Linked DNA regions of Danio rerio: regions 1 and 3 are each linked to region 2. A link is a contact called in public HiCAR-type and Micro-C data. All regions are on one chromosome and are shown on one strand. The core of a region is the stretch at or near the end of the contact, and the rest is flanking DNA. Distances in the headings are between cores, read along the strand shown. Region 1 holds the start of LOC137488716. Region 2 holds the start of enah (ENAH actin regulator). Region 3 holds the start of lbr (lamin B receptor).

Evidence for each region. Hi-C and Micro-C count contacts between places; a contact is called where the count stands out from the background. HiCAR-type assays count read pairs that join an accessible place to other places.
Region 1: a contact with region 2 is called in a HiCAR-type map of caudal fin, with 6 times the contacts expected there. The contact joins the promoter of LOC137488716 here to the promoter of enah in region 2. A contact is called at or near these places in 2 of 4 datasets of contacts at active chromatin or transcription factors (caudal fin and embryo).
Region 3: a Micro-C map of caudal fin shows a contact between it and region 2, with 6 times the contacts expected there. The contact joins the promoter of lbr here to the promoter of enah in region 2. A contact is called at or near these places in 2 of 18 Hi-C or Micro-C datasets (caudal fin and an unstated tissue) and 2 of 4 datasets of contacts at active chromatin or transcription factors (caudal fin and embryo).

Annotation. Positions count from the first base shown.
Region 1 is chr20:39,742,840-39,747,468 of GRCz12tu, forward strand. It overlaps LOC137488716, which reads left to right and starts at 2,905. Exons shown (of 4, transcript XM_073933542.1): 1 at 2,905-4,629. The coding sequence starts at 4,573. The region is part of intron 4 of enah (ENAH actin regulator); the gene reads right to left.
Region 2 is chr20:39,882,934-39,887,631 of GRCz12tu, forward strand. It overlaps enah (ENAH actin regulator), which reads right to left and starts at 3,172. Exons shown (of 13, transcript NM_001013521.2): 1 at 2,862-3,172. The coding sequence starts at 2,866.
Region 3 is chr20:39,686,223-39,691,237 of GRCz12tu, forward strand. lbr (lamin B receptor) reads right to left here and starts at 2,243. Exons shown (of 14, transcript NM_001002720.1): 1 at 2,169-2,243. It overlaps LOC141379378 (a long non-coding RNA gene), which reads left to right and starts at 2,466. Exons shown (of 2, transcript XR_012395966.1): 1 at 2,466-2,593; 2 at 2,806-5,015.

The sequences.
Region 1 (4,629 bases), core at 1,655-4,154, 140 kb before region 2:
TACAAGAGTTTTCCTATACTCGCCATCAAGGAAAAGTTTTTGCCAAGTCATTAAAAAAACACAATATACATTCACAACGGACTGCTTTTACATAATAAATGACCATGCTCTTATTGTCAATGGTGAAGCACGTATGTTAAGCTAAAGAAAAAAAAGGGCAGCAAGATGAATTTTCTATATATATATATATATATATATATATATATATATATATATATATATATATATATATATATATATATATATATATATATATATAATGCTTTTAAATAAGTTTTTTGTCTCTTTGTAATGTTTTTTTATACTCATGTTACCAAAAAGGTCACCAAGGAACAGATTAATCAAAATAAATGAAAAGTATATTAAATGAGTAAAATCTAAAACATTATACATGTATCAAAATGATACACAGTAGTACATTTCAAGATGCTTCGATATATATACAAGCAGTTTAATTTCAGCTTATATTATTAGTTACAAAAAACTGTTACAAAGATGCAGTTCTATTTTTATATGAGGATGATTGGCTGATAGCCATGCAATATTCTGCAATAACAACACTCGTACAGCCTCCTCACCCTTCTGTATCACTCCGCTCACATGGAGTGATGGCAGATCAATAAACTCAATACAGTTTGACAAACATTGCAGCTGTTGGACAACAATATACTTTTGAGGCTTTTAAGGCGAGAATGTAGTTGTTTAGACTGTAATTATGCAGTGTATTTATAAGACGTGTGACGACAGAAACCGGATAATAAGCTCTTAGGAGAAAAACCCATTGTAATTCAAACAGCAGCTAATCAAATCATCATAAAACGGTTGTAGTGCCCTATTTATACCATAGTAATCTGGTAGTGTTTGCTTTGGCTTTTTTGGGGTTAATTATTGTGATATACCGATTGCAACAGAGAAATACTGGGAAGCTTCTCTAGACTGATGGCATTTCATGCTGTTCAGCATTATATTCTTTAAATGTGAGCAAAATCACTTGTTTTGTCATCACTTTAGACAGTACGTGGGAGAATCATTCAAATACTAGCTCTAAAGTGATGTTGGTGAACTGGCAACAGTTTCTGCTGTTCTGACGTCAGCTGCAAATGTGAAGGAATGGAAGAAGAAAGTAGTTCCGCATACAAAATAATATTTAGACTCTGTTTGATTTCTTTTTTCATATACACGACTATGCCGTTAAACTGTTGTATAAATGCAATATTACACTCGTAGCAGTGTAATATAACTGTATATCATCACTGGTGGGACGCTAAGGCACTCGACTGCAGCCATCTTCCAACGCAGGCCTCCCGTCAGTGCCAATATACAGCCATATCGCACTTCTCTGTGTGTGTGTGTGTGTGTGTGTGTGTGTGTGTGTTTATTATATTATTTATTGTGTTTATTATATAGTTCATAATAATAATAATAATAACACTACAGGGTATATGCAGCAATCCTAAAGGTAATTTCAATGCTTAAAAAAAATTTTAAAAGACCTTCTCAGAATATTTTAGGACCTCATCACCAGTTCAAGTTTTTTCGGTATCAAACTTTTAACTTATTAACAGTTGTTAATAAACAGTTGTAGTTAAATAAATCCAATCAATTTGTGCTCCAATCAATGGAGCACAACCATGCAACAGAACTCAGATAAACTCGGAAGAAACAAAGCTTGAAAGAATAAATTACGTGGTTGTTTTCAGGGACAGACTGCAGCCACTGTTTAAACTTGTCTTTCTCCAACCAGGAGTATGCAAACTTACATTCACCCATTTTACTGTCATTCTCACTCTATTGTTTAGCTACATGTGGAGAGCGTCACGTCACTTTCCCACATTTGTCGCAAATTATGTGACATCACCTGTCCTGGACGGAAGAGCTTGGCCGGACACGCATTCATCGCATGGATCAAGCATGTTGTTGTTAATATTAGGAGGAAAATAAATATATTTATGCTTTTTTGGAGTCAAACACTTTGGAAAATGCTTGAAAAATTTAAGTTATGTGCAATTAAGTTTTTTTTATACTTTTTAAGGGCCTTAATTTGTCACACCCTGTAACAACAATAATAATGATAATGATAATAATAATAATAATAATAATATAATATTATTATTATTATTATTATACCTAAATCTATACATATACATATATGCATACATATATATGGACTATATATTAAAATGCCTACATTCTACATATATCATAAAATGCTGTACCTTACTAAAAATAAAAAAACAATAAATATGCAATAGTTGCATCAATGCCATGGTGTCATTAAAGCAAAAAGTAGAAAGAAAAGCCTGACAGGCAGCCACTGAGCATTGCGCAAGTATATTCCAGTCAAGCAGACTTAACCTTGACTACTGCTTCCTTAGGGAACTGGTTGCAGAAAGGCTTTTCATTAACAAGACCTGGGTGAGTAACAACCTCTGACGTCTTTTGAAGTCCAAAGAAATCTTGATAAACACACGCTCATGAAAAAAGCCAACTCAGAGCTTTAAAGTGGTGATTTAACTGAACTTAGTCCAACAGACATTAACATCAGACTGCTGCATTTGCTTGTGCATGAGGGTTCACCTGGTTCATGTTCTCACCTTCCACACGCTGATGTCAACTCTACAAGCGCACATGTGTTCTCTGCTGAAGACATCAGCTTTCTGTGTACTGAGCCCTCTGCCCATTAAAAGCGATTGAAAAAGAAAGTTTGACAACGCTATTTATTTGCAATATATGAAGGCCTGTTTGCATCACAGGAATAAAGTAATGGTGACTTTATCTTACTTCGTTCTCAGAAACTTAGGATCCATTTACACAACATTTCCAGCCAAAAAGAAGAAATTTATGTGTTTATATGTTATATGACAATAGGGTTTTATTCTGTTTTTTTTTTTTTTTTTTGTCATTCTCTGATTTTAACACAGGATTTCAACAGCTTTACACCTGTAATTTGACTGGTGTTAGCAACGCTTTTAACCCAGGGTTAATTTTATGTGCGAACATTTATATTTATGTGTAGATTTGAGACCACCCGTGGCCAAAAAATAGGGAAAGAAAAATTAATGACAAAAATGCTGAATGTGTTGTGCTTGACATGAAGCCAGTGAACGATATGCAGGCGAAGGCTTTTTTAATGAATTAATGCACATACTTGGATGCACCATTCCTAATCATTTAGCTAAATAGACTGTCTCACCAGTTTAGCATTATCTACAGTTTAAACAAACATTCTAGCTGTACATTCCTGAATTTATAGCTATTTTGTATTTCATTTATTGATCACTCAGTGTCATCAACTAAACTATTTTTGATTCACATTTTGAATGTACAGTTGAAGTCAGAATTATTAGCCCCCTGAACTATTAGCCCCCGTTTATTTTTTTCCCCAATTTCTGCTAAACGGAGAGAAGATTTTTTTCATTTCTAAACATAATAGTTTTAATAACTCATTTCTAGTAACTTATTTATTTTATCTGCGCAATGATGACAGTAAATGATATTTTACTAGATATTTTTCAAAACACTTCTATACAGCTTAAAGTGACATTTAAAGGCTTAACTGGGTTAATTAGGTTAACTAGGCAGGTTAGGGTAATCAGGCAAGTTATTGTATAACGATGGTTTGTTCTGCAGACTAGTGAAAAAATAGCTTAAAGGGACTAATAATTTTGACATTAAAATGGTTTTAAAAAGTGTTAAACTCCTTTTATTCTAAATGAAATAAAACAAATAAGACTTTCTCCAGAAGAAAAAATATTATCAGACATAAAATTTCCTTGCTCTGTTAAACATCATTTGGGAACTATTTAAAAAAGGAAAAAAAAATGCAATGGGGGGCTAATAATTTTGACTTAAACCGTATGTTGCCTGCACTTTTGCACACATTTGTTCTGCACCTTACGGCTTGATTCTGAATTATTTTGTTGATTTTTATTTATTAAAAAAAACAAAATTCTGTCTTTTCAAAGACAATCCTTTACATTTATTACTGTGACGACCCCAGATTAATAAAGGGACTAAGCCAAAAACAAAATGAATGAATAAATGAATGATGGTGCACTCAAGACGTGATTTGGTCCTTTAGTGTTCGAAAACACTAATGACAATAGTGTTTATGTCTTATGGGAATGGCATGTATATTTGCAGTATGTCTTGCTGGATGCTCACATTAAAGCTGAATACTTCAAATTAATTTATTATACATTATTTCAGTCAATTTATGTCAGTTTTGTGGTTTGAGTTTTACAAAAATCTCTGGTGTTTTCATTTGTTGTGCTTTTTTGTCTAGTTACATTCATTTCTAATGGATTCTGTTTAAAACATCTTTTGTCCCTTAAATCTATATATTCAGCAAGTTTTTTTATTCATTTTATGTCATTTGGACATAAACTCAGTCATTAGTATTTAAAAGAAAACATTTCTTAGCATGTAGTCTCGTTACCATAGTGACATGTTTTAGAGAATAGAACGCGTTCCAAAGTGTTCATGAAGCCTTGCATCACAGAAAATCTCTAGTGGGTTTGCTCTAGTGGAGTCAAACAAGTTGTGTCTTTGGATTTTCAGCGTTACTTGGAAATGGAAATTGAAATCTCTTGCGAGATCTCCGAGCGCCAGAAAAGAGCGCAGCAGGAC
Region 2 (4,698 bases), core at 1,922-4,421:
ACAAGAATTTTACAGATAGTAACTAACCTGAAATATGCCATACCGGTCACATGTTTTGGTACATACTCATTCTTTAACATTAGTCATAGCAAATTACGAGGAAAACGTGTAGTACTGGATATTTGCTAGATTTCTTTGTATAACTATACCAATAAAATGGCAATTTAAAAAACAAAAAGTTCATTTACACTCATTTGCAACAAAAAAAACTAAAAACTTTTGGTCATTCATCAACTGCATTTATAACTTTAACAACTGCAAAAATGCACGATTTGGAAAACAAAATTGAAACAATATGTGCTGCAAATTACAAAAATGTGAATTTGAATTTGCAGTAAAGCCATGTTTTGACATACTGACCTTATTCTGTGTTGTAGAAGTGTGCTTATTTTTTCAATTTGTTTTAATACGTCCGATTAGGCTGCCTATGGGAGAAATGGCTGGGAATAATAAACGGCAGAAAACAGTCAAACTACTCGATCTACAAACAAGTGTTTCATGACTAAACATAAAAAAGTAAAAAAATGTGATGAGAAAATATCAGTTTGCAACACCAAGCAGCACAACGAGCTATTTTTAACATATAATAATCGATGGAAGTGAATGAGGCCAGATGTCTCAAGCCAAAAAGAATTCAATGGCTGCTCCCACCCATACGTGAAGAATAAGATCAACACTCGTTCTTCAGCATTAGTCATTGCAAATTTAGGGAAAAAACTGAAGTACTGGATATTTGACAGGTTTCTTTTTAATAACTGTAACGATAAAACTCTAATTTAATAATAAAAAGTAATTCATTTACCCTTGTTTTAACTAAAAACAAAGAAAACTTTATGTTTTGGTCAATCGACAACTGCATTTTTACTGTAACAACTGAAAAAGTGTGTGATTTACAAAAAAATAAGATTGTAAACGTCTCTACGCTAATTAAACAAATGTGAATTTGCAGTGAAGCCATACTAATACTCAATCTTTAGCATTAGCCATTGCAAATTTAGAAAGTGAAGTACTGGATACTTGCTAGATTTGTTTAGTAACAAAACTACATTTACATTACATTACATTACCAATAAAATGTTCATTTAAAAAACAAAAAGGAGATCATTTACACTCGTTTTCAACTAAAACTAAAAAAAACTTTGTGTTTTGGTCATTCGTGAATGCATTTTTAACTGTATTACAACTGTAAAATTGTACGATTTTGAAAATGGCATTGCTGCTCAAGTCATATGTTTGTGTTTACGGTCATGAGCAAGTACTTAACAATTGCTCTTTACACTCAAAAAACATATGTTACACCACTTATGTAAAATGAGCTCCAACATAAACAATTCTAAAGGTTGTTTTTGTGTGTGTGTGTGTGTGGGGGGGGGGGGACAAGTCAATTGTTTTATGCTCAATCCACAAATTTTTGAAAACTAATACTTTCACTTAATTCCTTTATGTTGTCTCAACAAAAAAATATGGTGTGGAACTATGGTGTGGCTTTTTTTTTTTTAGAGCGTTGAGAAAACTTAACTGGTGTGGGAAACAAAGCTTTATTTTTTTGCTAGTTTGGTTGCTGTTGTTGTTTTTTTGTGTGTCATTTTGGCAGATTAGTGTGAACAGATACTGTTTGACAGTGCACTTTGACATCATAAGAAACACATGCAGTCAAAGTGTATGCAAACTTTTGTCTGGTAGTGTAAAACCAAAGCCAAGCTGAGCAATGCAACCCATTCACAAATAGGTTGTTAATTCAGTTAGGTTCCTTCCTCATACACATAATAAAGTCAACGGTCGTGTCACGCCATTAAAAGCTTGACACTTCCCAACACATGCTCGTGATGAGCAAGAGAGAACAGCCTGGGTCTAAAAATCACACAAACCACACCTGTTACGGCTAACAAACATGAACATTCGCCTCCGCTCAATCACCCTCCCGAGCGAGAGACAATCCTGTTTGTGACACAAGAGGCAACCCACGTACATCTGAGGTGCTTTACTATGCAGCAGCGCGGTTCGTAGGAAGACGGCCCGAATAATACAGAAGAGATTAATCTTAACCTAAAAGGAAGGTTATGTCATATCAGACAAACCCTGCTTTAAGGGCAGCTCCTGGTGAAGGTTGCCAACAGCTGGCTCCATCTTCATGTGTCTTCAGCGGGAGTGTGGGAGGAAATACTTCCAAAGGCTTGAACATTTTAACACATGCTCTCAACCAGATCACCAGACACAGCGAACATGCTAACATCACAATGTAGTGTGATGGATCTGATCATCAGTCAAACTGACATTAGCAAACAATCTATGAGCAGATTTTATTTAAAAATGAATGACAAAAAAGAAGAAAAATATTAATAAAAATATAAATATAAAATTAACATAAAATCCCAATAATGCTCATTTGCTTCATGACATGAGCAGAAGTGTCAAAGTTTTCACATAAACTCAACTTCAAGAACATGAAGCATCCTAAACAAGATGTCTCGAGTGTCATGCTGCAATGCAACAAAAATAATGACTATGCAAATGGCCATTTACATAATATGGAGAGATGCAGATATACAAATGTGCATTTTCCACACACACACACCCCCATATGAAATATACAAAACATGCAGTAACTCAATTTGGCTAATTGATAGATTTACCTGTATCATTTACATGGATTCATTTAAACTACAATCAGTCGATTAATTGCCTTTTTTAATTCTAGGACATCCTATATCATGAAAAACATCCATTGTTTGTGTATGAATTATTTATAGGCAGTGCGCAAATAGCACACACGCACCAAAAAATCCTTAAACATCCTATCTGCATGTATTTATAACAATCTCGAATGGCTGCGGGGGAAGATTAAAGCTGATTTTTCTTACCTCATGATGAATTCCGCGCTATATATTCGGCGTTATATAATTTTTAGAGAGTTTTCAAAGTTCGCACTTGATCACAAGAAGAGATGAATGAAACGCCGCAGGACCAGAGGAGTTTGTATCCCGCAAAGTAAAAAAATAAAAATGAAAGTAAATAAAAAAGAACTCGGTCTACATGATCTACCGCATTGCACCCCTGTGTGTGGATGCTGCAGCACGGAAGAAAAAAAATGTAAGTGAGAATGCAATTTTCTGTTTGGTCTTGCAAGCGCCTGATCTTCTAATAGCGGCAACGTGCCGCTGGGATCCCCTTCTACAGCCACAGCAGCGACGCAGAGCTTTTCTGCGCGACGTCATCACGCAAGACACGCACAGGTCACGCCCCCATTTGATAACTGGACAGGGATTTAGACAGATAGGCAGGCATATACGTGACATATTTGTGTCAGTGCTGAGCAAAGATTAATCGCATTATATTTTTACAAAACTGCAGGCTTTCCTTTTATTTTAAAATGTAATAATCTATCTAATAAATTTACAATTGCGCTGTGAAAATTTCATCTGCAGGTTTTTCTTTTCTAAAAATTGTGTTATTCACACAATTCTTCACCACATAAATGCATTTTATGGAACAACTTTACTATTAGAATTAGAAATAACTCTATTTTTTATTAACACGATTTAACAGATAAATAATTGTGATTCTCTCAATTTTGATAAGTCTTGTCTTATGAACAATTTGTCTAATTATATTTTCTCATTTCCTTTTAAAGAATTTAGGGCTGTGCAAAAAGCAATTCCTTTATGCCTACATCAACCTTTAAAATCTCATTTAAATTTTAAGGAAAATGTTATTTAAGAACCAGAGCTGAACTTAAATGGAATTAGTGTATTTGAATAAATATATTCAACACATTTTCCAAAATAAAAAGTATATTGTTCCTAAGGGCAAATTTTAAAGGTCATCCTTCATTGACCTAATAGGCTTGGGAGAAAAGCCTGGCTATTATCTGATAAGTACTGCATTTCCAATAAAAAACAGAGGAGCTTTATTTTAAAATTCTTCATAAAATATATCCAGTGAATACTTGGTTAAAGTATAAGGAGGTTGATAGTACAAGCTCATTTTGTAAAACTGAAGACGAAACCCTGATTCACATATTTTTTCAGTGTAAAAACACAAAAAGCTTTTGGTATAGCTTATATCTCCATATAGGTAATTACATTGCTTCTTCCAGCCATTTTCAACTACAAGATATTATTTGTTACTATAAAGGCAAAACTGATATATATTAAAGAACTACATTATGAACTATTTAATTTTGTATGGAAAATATTTTATTCACACACAAAAACTCTCGAATTTGCAGCCGTCTTTTTCACATTTTTTTAATTGAAATTGATGTTTTTTTTTTAAATCTCTTAGAATAGTTAAAAACAAGAAAAGTGATAGATTCTTGGATTATTATGATAATTAATTTTAAAATATCACAGATATTTATATAAATGGTTATTTATGTATCTCTGTAAAATTTTTCTTTCGCTTTTTCCCTTTTTTACTGTTTTATTAGTGTTTATAATATTATTGTTACTATTATTGTCTTTTTTGTGCAAGATCGGATTTTGTATGTTTGTTATTAAAGTCAATAAAAAAAGATTAATCGCACCCAAAATAAAACTTTGTTTTGACATAAAATATGTGTATTGTACATTTTTATTATGTATATGTGACACACACATATACAGTGCTCAACATAGAGTACACCCCATTTGGAAAACGAATGTTTTTATCCATTTCTCAGAGAATATAGGTAATGTATTTTGCATTTAAACTAAACAT
Region 3 (5,015 bases), core at 993-3,492, 200 kb before region 2:
ATCACAAACACACACACAAAAATACCTTACACATACCTTAGGAATGGTATAACAGAATTTTTGCGGTTTTAAAACCTTGTCTTTCCCAAACTGCGGTAAACCTCGAAACCGGTAATCGTCCCATGGCTAATTCAGACTGCAAAATTATGCAGAATATAATAATAGAAAATAAACCCACCAAAAATAATTTTAAAAATCTATTATTATTATTCCAGTATAATAAAAGCTTAAAATGTAACTGAAATAATTTTCTGAATATCCCTTATGACATATTTCAACAAAACATCTGTAATGTAAAATGAAAAATAAAAGGCTAAACAATCTCTAAATATAAAAAAACACCAGTCTACCATTAAAAGACAGCAATTCATCATAACACACATGTGAACATTCTAAAATTCAGATATTAAAAATTCACAGAGCAAAAACCAAACACCAATACATGAAACAGTTTCCTTACCACTAACTAGGGCTGGGCGATATGGCAAAAATGCAACCTCGATTAATTATTTTCCATATTGAACAATAACAATATATTTAGTTGTTAATGCTAACAGGTTCAAGAGTATCCCAACAATGACTGAAGCCGCAAAAATGAAAGCGTCAATTAAATAGCATAACCAATTTTTAGCAGAGGAAATTATATCAACACACTTCTAGATTTCCATTGCTGTACATTCCTGCTGTGTGATTGGCTCTTAGATCAATATAGAGTAAAAAAGCCCAAGGCTAATCATAGTTATCAACACATAAATTATCGCAATTTGATATAATATCGTTTATCGGCCCAGCCCTACCACCAACACATTAAATTTGTCAAAATGAAGCCAGAATCATAATTACAACTGCTCACACATCTAGAAGATACCCTTTTAGCAGACACACCATACAGGAAACACCCCGAACTTCATATTAAAGCCATATGGAGAGAAAGGCCATAAAAACATAAGCCTTCAACCCTAAAACCATCTAATCCAATGAAGCACATTCCAGACATTCCTGATCCAGAGCTCACTGACACACACCCAGCACTGAGTTGAAGTCCTGCAGAAATCCAGATATCCCATGTGCTTCAGGGAGTTTAGGTGAAACCACAGAGCAAAAGATTTAAACTGAGAATGTGAGTGGGCGGAGTCTGCCTGGTTTTGTTATGCAAATATGTGGGCACACGACGACACGCGCGCGCTTACTATCACTGCCAGCAGCTATTCAAAACTACTACTACAACTCAACTACTACTACTACTACTACTTAAATCTTTTAAAGCAATAGTATTTCAGACAACAATGGTCACGGTTTTCATTTTTAATCTTACTTCAAAAAACACTACAACAGAACACCACATCTTATATATTTGAAGATTGGATATAAATCCTACATATTTCATAAAAAGTCAATATGGAAATTTAAGCTGTTTGTGTTAAGCTTTTGTGTAGTTTAAATGTGATCTAGAGGCTCTAGTGTGGATTGCCATGCTGCTCCTTTAACACAGCAGAAGAATGACACCGGAATGGAGGGAAAACGTCATGTATTCAAAACCATTGTCAGTCTGCATGTGAGAGAGACTCGTAAACAGCAACATTAAACGAGAATCAATGAACTATGGGAACAAAAACAGTTATTACAATGAACGTATAGTGTATTTAACACATATTTACTGTCAAAGCAGAGTAAAATGATCTTTATGTGCGATTATTTTACACAAGAGTGGAGAGAGTCACGTGCACTTTCGTGCACAAACAACGTAATGAAACTGAAAGGTTCGATATAAATTATGAATTCAAAACTAGTTGATAAAACAGTATAAAGTTGTATTAGTGTGGTAAAACAGACGAGCTGTGATGGAGGAGCAGTAAATGCGCGCCGTGCCCAAGTTTCCTGTGCAACGACTCGGCTGGAAACCGGAGTTTCAATTCAAGTCAAATACCAAAACAACAAATAACAGCTTTGAGAATTACACATAATAGAAAACATAATGTTTTCTAAACTGTATCTTTCATATAGAGATATGCAGAAAGACAAGCAACATGTTATGTGTACTTCAGAAAGAGAGTTGGGTCGGACTGAGCGCTGAATGTATTTCTGTACCGTTAACTACGCAATCCCTATAAATACATTCCCAGACAAAAACTTTAAGCACGCAAAGTCAATTTATAAAACTTTCTTACCTTCAGTCGACCTTATTTTCCTAAAAATCACTAAAGCTTATCCGTGGAAGTTCATAAAATAAAGAATATTGTTTTAAAACGCTGGCCCCCGCTCTGAACTCGTTCCTCCCTCTGTGACTGCTCAACCTACCAGCGTTTTGAGGGCGGGAAGCGCTGTGATTGGGTGGGGCGACCTGTTTTTAAATTTCTGAATTTTCTGATTGGTCGAAGGAGGGCTTTGCGTGAGCGTTGATTGGAGGCGAGGCATTTGAGCTTGAAGAGAATCGAGGTTTACAAAATGGAGTCCTCTTCAGGCGAGACAGTTGATCGGTGAGATATGAGAAGAAGAGAGAGGGACAGGACAGACAGACGACGTCACACTTATAAATGCCATAAGTTTTTAAGTCAAATATAGTTGGTAATTAATGGGTAAAGGCACGAGAAGGGTCAGTGAAACGCTCAAATAACCGAAATTTAAGTTAATAGCTTGTTTTTCATACTTATACCAAAGAGCTTTAAATGACTTGAGAGATTCTATGCTCTTTGTTATACTGTGGAGGGCAATGGTTGTTAATACAAAATGACCAAAACAGGTCGACAAAATCTTCCGCTACATATTTTTAATATATATTTGTATTTATTATTGTATCTTTTACAGGTTACAGCCGTTCCGAAACATGCTTTTACCCTCCTATTGTTAACTTGTAATTCATCTTGACTGACAGGTACTTCTGCTGAACACAACCACACTCTTGTTTTGTGGTTTGAATATAATACAAACTTGTCAACTACTGTTAAAACAATTAAAAATTAGCTTCAAATGAAAATTAAGGCCACTTTGAAACAGGTAATAATTATATTAAACACATTTCAACTTGCATTAGTAAGGTAAATAACAGTTAGTTGTGAGCACAGAGTAAACTGCTATGATTTAAGTTACCTGTGTATAAGTTAATATTACAATATTCAATTAATTATAGTGCTATGATTGATAGAAATCTAAATCTAGAATAATTAAATAGTAACTAGCAATGTATTTTAACAATAACCAAATACATTCAGCTTGCAGTCTTATCAACTAATCCAACCAGCTTTTTGTTGGTTATGTTTAAGAGTAGGTGTCTAATACTTACTCTAAGTCTTACTCAGTTTCCGTTTTAGCAAAATTGCATTGCTGCATTTGACCTTAGCTGAACTTTAGCAGTGCATTTATGTGCTCAGTCTGGAGTTGTGCACATTTTCTAGTAGCTGCTTTCTGAACCAGTAAGATTGTTTGAGCTGCGTTTAAGAAGTGTGTTCAGTGCAGTGGCTGTTTGAGTAATATTCAGCTTTTGTTGCAGTGTTTGCTCAGTGCTGCCTTCTTCCTGTTTGATACAGCTTAGCCGTGCAACAGCACAGCAGACACAAAAGTGGCAGCGTTTGCATAAGCTGTGTTTTACAATTCCAAAATCAAAAGATCTAGATTTGAGTAGATATTGACTCAAATATGTTTTATCAAAGACTATAAACACAGTGTGCATAAAAAAACAACAGACATCCACTATACATGCATTCAATTTAATAACATATTTACAAAAAAACTCATCTTGGCATAAAGAACAATAATCATTGGATGATGTTAATTTCAGGACATCAAAGCAGCTAAAAAAATACTGTAAATTTAAAACTTTATGCTTTTTTCTAAATCATTATGTCAAACCCATTTGTCTGCAAATTTCTAATTTAAAATATAGTAATTTTGTAATTGCTCACATATTTTAATTCATACAGGTCAGAATAACAGTTTAATTTTTACAGAAATGTATCTTATGCTGAATGTCAATGGAACATTTTATATTTATAGGTACTTTCCTAAAGTGGTTCCAAACCTTTCTGAGTTTCATTCTTCTGTTTAACATTAAATAAGATATTTTGAAGAACCTGTAACCACTGACTTTCATAGTAGGTGAAACACTATACACATACTAAGACCATAAATTAAGTCAACTTAAAGTTTTTTAGGAATTTGGTTTTGAAACCAAATAGCTTGAATACTATAAACTTATATACGCACACACACGGTGGGCCATTTATATGTTTATATGAATACGCCTTAATAAACTTGTTGGGAATTTCACAAGAAAAACAATGGTGTACTTGGTTTTAAACGTAACTTTATTCTTTCATGAGTTATTTACAAGCCCCCTCACATATTCTAATGTGCCACAAACAGGACGTTAATATCACCAACCATTCCCATTTTATTAAGGTTCATCCTTATAAATCGCAGAAAGAGAGAGAGAGCCATAAGTATTTATATGTATTATACATTTATTATTTGTTGATTTCGTCAAACATTTAGATCATTAGTAAAGTAAAATTGTTTAATGTAGATTCTACACTCTCAAAAATAAAGGTGCCAAATCTGTGTCTGGGGTGGTACCTTTTCAAAAAGTACACTTTTGTACCATATAGGTGGACATTAGTACCTTTAGGGTACAGTTTTGTAATTTTAAGGTTCACTTTTGTACCTTTAAGTTACTTTGAGGTACACATGTACGTTTTAAGTATTATAACGTACATTTAAGGACCTGGTAAGAAAAAAAAATTACCTTTTGAAAAGGTACTGCCCACCCCACTGGTTTTGTACCTTTATTTCTGAAAGTGTAGCATTAGAGTTAACACAAAAAAACGAATTAATTCATACATAACTCATTAGGCTTGAGTTCTGCTTAATATCAGTTTTTAAGTTACCTCCAACTCCCTTTCATTAAGTCAAAGTAAATTTTTAAATCATTTTAAGTTAAACTAACTTATTTTATTTAGTGATTTTCACAGGGTTTACATGGTACAGAAATCAATAGTTACAGGTTTAAAGCTTTTATCTAA